2 separate regions of the Pan troglodytes genome follow, and region 1 is linked to region 2. The links are chromatin contacts, called in public Hi-C maps. All regions are on one chromosome and are shown on one strand. Each heading gives the region's core, a stretch centred on a gene start, on an enhancer-like site or on the middle of the called end of the contact. The rest is flanking DNA. Distances are from core to core; before and after follow the strand shown.

Region 1 (3,856 bases), core at 279-2,778, 37 kb before region 2:
AAACAATTTTTCTTCTATCTCTCCATACAGGGAGGGCGTTGCTCTTATCTGAGGACCTCTTTGCTGTCCTCGACCAATGTTCAAATGAAGGTAGAAAACGCCCTTTTAAAAAAAAGCACTCCATGCCCTGAACTTTTCTAGAAGAATCCAGGCGGAACATTTGCGCAGGCGAAAACACACAAGCTAAGCGAGGCAAATGCAGAAGTTGCCACTGGTGATACAGCTCACACAGCGACGACACAGGGTGGCCAGCGAAATCCCCTCCCCCAGGAGGGGAGGAAACCGCAGAATGTTCCTGACTCGGCACCCGGGCGGGTGGCGCAATGTTTATGTTTGTGTACCTAGCGCGTCGCGTCGCTGCAGCAGGCTCCGCTGTCCAGGGGGCCGTCACTGGGACTCAGGGCACGGATATCGCTGGGCGGGGCGGGGGTCTTCCCAAGCGTTGCGATCCAGGTCCTGGCAATCCGCCCAGAATGGCCCGGGATTGGATTTTGCTTTCGGCCTATAACGGCCGCGACGACAGGGAGCGAGGGTTGTGGCCGGCTTCTGTTCCGGGTTGGAGCCCCCCAGCCCAGCGCTTAGTGGGCGCTCACTGTGTATACTGCCTATTTGTATAATAAAGAAAGGGATGGAGAAGCTCAGTCTGGAGCCAAGGTGACAGAAACGTGTCGGGCGGCCCCTGGGGGGCGCCGTCGAGTCGCGCTGCGGGTCGCCCCTCACCCCTCCAAACGCCAAACCCTGGAATCCACTGCGGGGCCTTGCGACCCCTCACCGGGATTTCAGCCCCCTGACCTGCCTCCCTTGGCTCCAAGTCTTCCGGGGGCCACAAGACTAGGAATAGCATTATTTCCCGGTGGGAGTTAGCTTGCTTACACTTTCATGGCAAATGTAGATATTTTAAAGCCACCTTAAAGAAAGTCTGGGAAACAGGAAAGCATTGCCCTGAACCTCTCCGCCCCAACTCGCTCGAGTCGGTCTTGGTAGGGACGACTTTTCTATCGGCAGAGTTGTTCATTTTTCTCTAAGCTTCATCTTAGGCGCCTATTTGCTGCCCCCACCCCAGTAGTGTGGTTCTGGGCAAGTCAGTCGCTTCGCCTGGGGAACCTCAGTTTCCCCGCCTGTTAGTGATGAGGAAATGAGAAAAAGGGGCACAAGAGTATGCAAAAGCACAGGAAGCCCCTTTCGGTTCAGGTCGGCGGCCGAGGGGCACGGGGAAGGGGACTCGGGGAGGGAGAGAGGAAGGAGCGGCGAGGCCAAGGCAGGTGGCACGTCGCCCGTTCTCCCGGCCGCTCGCATCCCGGAGGTCAGCCTCAGCTGGCAGCGAGCCCTCCTCCTCCCCGCTGGGCCTGGAGCGCGGCGCGGGCCCGGTCCCTGGGGACGCGCCAAGAGCAGGCCGGACAGCAGGGCGGGGGCCGGGCCGCGAGCCAGCGCGCGGCGAGCGGACCCAGCTCCGAGGCTGATGACGTCTCCCCCTCTGGCTCGGCGGCGCCTGGCCTGGCAGGGCGGGTGACGTCACCGCCCCGTCACGTGATCACCATTCAAACAAACACCCCCCCTCCCCCTGCGCGCGGGTCTGGCCCGCCCCGTCCCCCAGGGGCCGCATATAAACGCGCTCCCCGGGCCAGGCTCGCTGCGAAGGACTTTTGGGCTGTGTGTGCGACGCGGGTCGGAGGGGCAGTCGGGGGAACCGCGAAGAAGCCGAGGAGCCCGGAGCCCCGCGTGACGCTCCTCTCTCAGTCCAAAAGCGGCTTTTGGTTCGGCGCAGAGAGACCCGGGGGTCTAGCTTTTCCTCGAAAAGCGCCGCCCTGCCCTTGGCCCCGAGGACAGACAAAGAGCACCGCAGGGCCGATCACGCTGGGGGCGCTGAGGCCGGCCATGGTCATGGAAGTGGGCACCCTGGACGCTGGAGGCCTGCGGGCGCTGCTGGGGGAGCGAGCGGCGCAATGCCTGCTGCTGGACTGCCGCTCCTTCTTCGCTTTCAACGCCGGCCACATCGCCGGCTCTGTCAACGTGCGCTTCAGCACCATCGTGCGGCGCCGGGCCAAGGGCGCCATGGGCCTGGAGCACATCGTGCCCAACGCCGAGCTCCGCGGCCGCCTGCTGGCCGGCGCCTACCACGCCGTGGTGTTGCTGGACGAGCGCAGCGCCGCCCTGGACGGCGCCAAGCGCGACGGCACCCTGGCCCTGGCGGCCGGCGCGCTCTGCCGCGAGGCGCGCGCCGCGCAAGTCTTCTTCCTCAAAGGTACGCCCTCGGGGAAGCTCGGGGCGGGCCGCACACCCCTGAGGTTTTGCCCGGTACCCCTGGCTCTCGGCTCCCGGGGGATCGCCCCACCTGCAGCGCGTGGGCGCTGGAGTACATTTATCTCTGGAACTTGTCATTGGCTTTGTTTGGCTCTGGAAACAAAGACTTGCCTGGGCCTTTCCGATGTAAACTTCCAGCCCTTGGTGGGTGGGGGAGTTGTATGAAGGTGCCGTGTCCCGGCGTCACTAATGGGGAAAAAAATGTCTTTGTATTCCCAGGAGGATACGAAGCGTTTTCGGCTTCCTGCCCGGAGCTGTGCAGCAAACAGTCGACCCCCATGGGGCTCAGCCTTCCCCTGAGTACTAGCGTCCCTGACAGCGCGGAATCTGGGTGCAGTTCCTGCAGTACCCCACTCTACGATCAGGTTAGTAGGTGTCCCTGCCACAGGGAAGAAGTAAGAACTGGCAGAGGCATGGAAGAGTAGTGCCAGGGAGAATATAGAAAGTGACCTGCAGCATTATTTATAACGGAGGGGACACAGGGATATGATTTATTCCACAGTTAAGTGGTCTGACGGAGCCGAGTCTCCAATTGTAGGCTCTACGGAAATGAACTTGCTGGTCCTGCCCAGGCAAATGGGCTTAGTTCCCTATTTATTTATCCTCCAGCAACAGAACTGAGTTCACTCGGTATCTGAAATTGACTTTTCCAGCAGAAAGTTTTTGTGGGTATGGGCACTGGCCTTGGCTTTGAGCAAGCTTGATGAATGTTGGATATTTCTGGATTTCAGGGTGGCCCGGTGGAAATCCTGCCCTTTCTGTACCTGGGCAGTGCGTATCACGCTTCCCGCAAGGACATGCTGGATGCCTTGGGCATCACTGCCTTGATCAACGTCTCAGCCAATTGTCCCAACCATTTTGAGGGTCACTACCAGTACAAGAGCATCCCTGTGGAGGACAACCACAAGGCAGACATCAGCTCCTGGTTCAACGAGGCCATTGACTTCATAGGTAAATGGAATGGATGCCTGGGGCTTTTCTGCCTTTCTCTTCTCATTTTAGTCACTAAGCCCAACCTCTGTGGCAAGAGCTTGAAGTTTTCTGAGCCTTCTTCCACACATTCAGTATCAGTCTGGTGTGGGCAACATTCCTGTAAAATATGAATCTGATTCGATGTCCCACTTTACAGATTTGCAAAGTGGGGCTCACAAAGTTGAATTGACTGGTCTGAGATCTATCTGCTAAGTGGAAATCCCCAGTCTGAGTTTAAATCCTGTGCCATCCTTTGCACAGTGCCCACGTTGCCTCCATGAACAGTATCCATGTGATGGCATGTGGTGATGTTGACCATTTCCAGACAAGACACACATGACCTTTCTCAGATACACTGTACCTGGGCTTGGGGTGGTTCTCCTGAACTCTCAAGTAACCAGCCGCTCCTTTTGTTTTCCAGACTCCATCAAGAATGCTGGAGGAAGGGTGTTTGTCCACTGCCAGGCAGGCATTTCCCGGTCAGCCACCATCTGCCTTGCTTACCTTATGAGGACTAATCGAGTCAAGCTGGACGAGGCCTTTGAGTTTGTGAAGCAGAGGCGAAGCATCATCTCTCCCAACT
Region 2 (3,901 bases), core at 23-2,522:
TGCCCAAATTCACCTGCTCAGAGAGGCCTTCCCTGGTCTCCCCAACTGGCCCCCATACACACAAACACACACACATGCATACACACATACATACACAAATACACATAGATATACACACAAACACACACTTACACATACATACACAGGCACAGCATACACACACAAGTCCACATACATACAATATGCCGTCATAGAGCTTACACTTTAGAGAGATGGACAATATTGTAAAGTTTATAAATAAGTGATTTGTGCATTTCATAAATAAAATTAAAAGAGAATATAATTTTGGGTGGAAATAAGCACTTTAAAAAGCTAAGGAGGTGGCTGGGCGTGGTGGCTCACACCTATAATCCCAGAACTTTGGGAGGCCGAGATGGGCGGGTCACCTGAGGTCAGGAGTTCAAGACCAGCCAGGCCGCCAACATTGTGAAACCCTGTCTCTATTAAAAATACAAAAATTAGCCAGGTGTGGTGGCCGGCGCCTGTTACCCCAGCTACTTGGGAGGCTGAGGCAGGAGAATCGCTTGAACCTGGCAGGTGGAGGTTGCAGTGAGCCAAGATTGCGCCACTGTGCTCCAGCCTGGACAACAGAGCAAAACTCTGTTTCAAAAATAAATAAATAAATAGGAGGGAAGCAATAAAGAAGAGACTAAGGTATATATGTCACACACACACACACACACACACACAGCCTAGTCCCCTCTTCATCTGTTTTCTTAGTTTTTTTCAAAGTGCTCATTTCCACCTGAAATTATACTCTCTGATAATTTTATTTATGAAATGTATAAATCAATTGTTTCTAAGCTTCACAATATTGCCTGTCTCACTGAATGACAGCACAAATATCGTCTGCAGGAGAGAAGGAAGGAAAAAGGAAGGAAGAAAGGAAGGAGGGAAGGAAGGGAGGGAGGGAGGGAGGGAGGGAGGGTGGATCAGATCTGGCTGGGCAGAGACAGCAAGGAGGGGAGAGGTGAGCCCGTGCGGGGATATCTGGGGAACAGCCTGGTCTGGCTGGCTCAGAGAGGGTGCAGGGCACTGTGGGACATGAGGCTGGGGGATGACTTTTGGAACAAAATGTGTGGAGCCTTAAATGCCAGAAAAGAGAGCTGTGGAACCAAGGGGCAGATATGTGTTTTTGACCTTAAACCTTTTTCCTCTCCCTGGAAGGCAAGTTAGTGTCTAGAAAGAACAGCGGATTCCTCAGGGTCCAGTCCTGTAGAGCTGCTCATATTCCAGCCTCCAGCCCACAGCCGGGGAGGGTGTGGACTCGGGGAGCTGGGGCCAGGGAGGAACTTGCAGCGTAACACCCTCTGGAATGCTGTGGCTGCAATTAACTCGCTCCAGATTCACTCAGTTCCCGTCAGAACATGAAACCAGAGGGAAAAAACCCATGAGGCCCGGACTGATCAGCACAGAACTTAGCAACCGCACAACAAGCTGCAGCTGACCCGTCCCTGGAGCTGAGGTGCTTTCCGGCCAGGCCCAGGGGTTAGGAGCTGGGAGCTGATCTGCTGCTTCTGGCTGGCTTGAGGAGCCCGAGGCCCACCCCAAGACCTCAGGAGGTCCACCTGGCCGGCGCCAGTTGGGTGAAGCTGTGGCTCAGGCTGGACACAGAACCACAAGGGCTCCCAGGAATGGCTTCACTTCCCCATTCCACCACGTGGAGAGACTGAGAAGGGTATTGTTGGCTGGTCCCTGCTCCCAGACTCAGTCACCCTGGACATCCTGGTTTGCTCTGCTGGTTCATGGGTTCACTAGCTCCACACCCTTGCCAGGAGCCCACAAGGGAATCTGGGACTTCAGAGTTTTAGCAACATCCCAATCATCCGGGCATTTCTCAGTGACTCACAGCCTCCCATCTGCTCCATCATTACATCTGGAAGGCCAGGAGCTTGGCCAGCTCCTGACCCAGTTCCTCCATCCTGCCTCCTCTCTCCCAGGCCAGCTTCACACTTACTGGGCCGGCGTGATTGTACCATAAAATATCTCAAGCATATGGAAAAGTTCAGAAAATCATGTTTCGGCCAAACAGCTGTCACTCCTGTTTAATCCTTAATGATCTGCCTGATTTGTTTCAGGGGGTGATGGTGGGGTGTCCCCAGGCCTGTCTGGGGAGGAAGCCCACCAGCAGAGCTAGAGAAGGCTCTGGAAGGGTCAGTATCTTTGTGTGCATTCCAATGCCTATCACGTCCGTCGTGGATGTCTAGCAGGTCTCTGACAATAGGCCTGGCATCATAGTAGGTCCTCAGGGAGCAGTGGTTTTCCTGATAGTGTTGCGTCCCACCTGAAAGCCAGTGAGGCAGGCAAGTAGTCTGCAAATGAGGAAAGAGAAGCCCAGATTGGGGCTCAAGGTCACTCAGCCAGAAAGGGGACCAGGACAACGAGCCAAGGCCTTGTTGGGAGCAGAGCGATGACAGCCACTGATGGGCCCCTCTTCCCCCAGTGCCATCCCTTCCTGGGGGTACATGGAGGAGGGCCATCTCCAGGATGAGCCCTTCGGAGGGGAGGCTGAGGGCACCATCCGGCTGGAGAGCAGGGCTTGTGGGAGAAATGGCCTGGATTTCTCTGATGCAGCCATTTGGGGGATTGGAGGCAGAGGCTTCTCCAGGGATGGGGGTCTCCAGGCTCGCTCTGACGACCCCTCCCTCCCTCTGCAGCATCTGTAGTTGGGTCTGCTTGAAACTGCTCCTCGCCCTGCCTGAGTGACGGGGAGTCAGAACAATCTCTTTACAGCTGGGGGCCCAGAGGAGGAGTGGGTCTGGGGTCCAGAGCTCGGGGATGCCAGTTCCCGCATCTGTTTGCTCGACTCCAGAGTGCCTTGACCTAGTCCATAGCGGTTCAGCGCAGCTCACTAAGGATGGCCACCCGTGCTATCCTCCAAGCTGTCACAGGTACCAGGTAAGAGGTAGGGCAGTGGGAGGGGGGGATCCTTCTGGAACCCCAGTCCCCAAGATGGAGTCCCTGGCCACCACTTCTGAGCTGTGTGGCCCCGGACAGGCAGTTTCTCCTTACTGAGGCTCAGTTCATCCTATGTGCGCTGTGGGGGTTAAGTGATGAATGTGGCACATCCCTGGCACCCCAAAATGACGGCTCTTATTACAGTGGAAAGTCCGGGCACACCTGCTACCCTCCCCCCACTGTGTTGTTCTAGAACATTGGTTCTCAAAGTGTGGTCACCGCACCACCCGCAACAGTGTTGCCCAGGAACCTGTTAGAAATGAAAACTCCCCGGCCCCACCTCAGAACCACTGAATCAGAAACTCTGGGGTGGGGCCCAGCGCTCTGTGTTGAACAAGCTTCCTGGGGATTCAGATGTGCACTCAGGATTGGGGACCACTCCTTTAGGTCATCCACATAACCACGACACTTCCCTGCTCTAAACCCTTCCATGGCTCCCAACTGCTTTCTGGATAAAATTGAAAGGCTCTAACCAGCATTCAAAGCCCTCCCCTTGTGGCCCTGGCTGACAGGAGGTGGCCAGCCTGTTTTCCCAGCCCCGTGATAGGCTGCCGGAGGTGACTCATGCCTCGGACCTGTTTACCTGGTGCCCAGCCAGGCTGACAGACAGGGACGAGGGCAGGAGAAAATGACAGAGCACATGCTAACGACGTGTGTGGCTCCTGGCGGCGGTTCGAGGCTCATTCTGTTACCGCCGTGTGAACTGGCCAAGTTGCTTCACGGTCTGGAGCCTCAGTGTTCTCATCTGTCCAGTGGGGATGATAACAGCGCGTCTGCCTAGGTCGGCTAGGACGAAACACGATCACCTGTGCAAAGTGCTCAGCCTGGTGCCTAGCAAACAACAGGTGCCTTAGAATACTAAAGGCCCACAATCCCTTGAGACTGGAGGTTTCAGGATTCTGGGTTTTTCAGGTTTTAAAAAGGGAAATACAGTTGACCCTTG

Evidence for each region. A called contact is a pair of places that touch in the nucleus more often than the background predicts.
Region 1: a Hi-C map of stem cell-derived neural progenitor cells shows a contact between it and region 2, with 2.2 times the contacts expected there. The contact joins the promoter of DUSP1 here to the enhancer-like site in region 2. A contact is called at or near these places in 1 of 7 Hi-C or Micro-C datasets (stem cell-derived neural progenitor cells) and 1 of 1 datasets of contacts at active chromatin or transcription factors (stem cell-derived excitatory neurons).

Annotation. Positions count from the first base shown.
Region 1 is chr4:170,432,682-170,436,537 of NHGRI_mPanTro3-v2.0_pri, reverse strand. It overlaps DUSP1 (dual specificity phosphatase 1), which reads left to right and starts at 1,528. Exons shown (of 4, transcript XM_527120.8): 1 at 1,528-2,242; 2 at 2,521-2,666; 3 at 3,033-3,252; 4 at 3,695-3,856. The coding sequence starts at 1,876. LOC134809993 (a long non-coding RNA gene) reads right to left here and starts at 1,461. Exons shown (of 2, transcript XR_010157048.1): 1 at 1-1,461.
Region 2 is chr4:170,395,017-170,398,917 of NHGRI_mPanTro3-v2.0_pri, reverse strand. No RefSeq gene overlaps it. Among named protein-coding and RNA genes, the nearest start is that of DUSP1, 38 kb to the left of the region's middle. Within about 2 kb of position 1,272, at least 8 of the 24 cell types and tissues checked have an H3K27ac peak or open chromatin away from gene starts, as enhancers often do. A contact at or near this core is called in stem cell-derived neural progenitor cells, where this site is marked.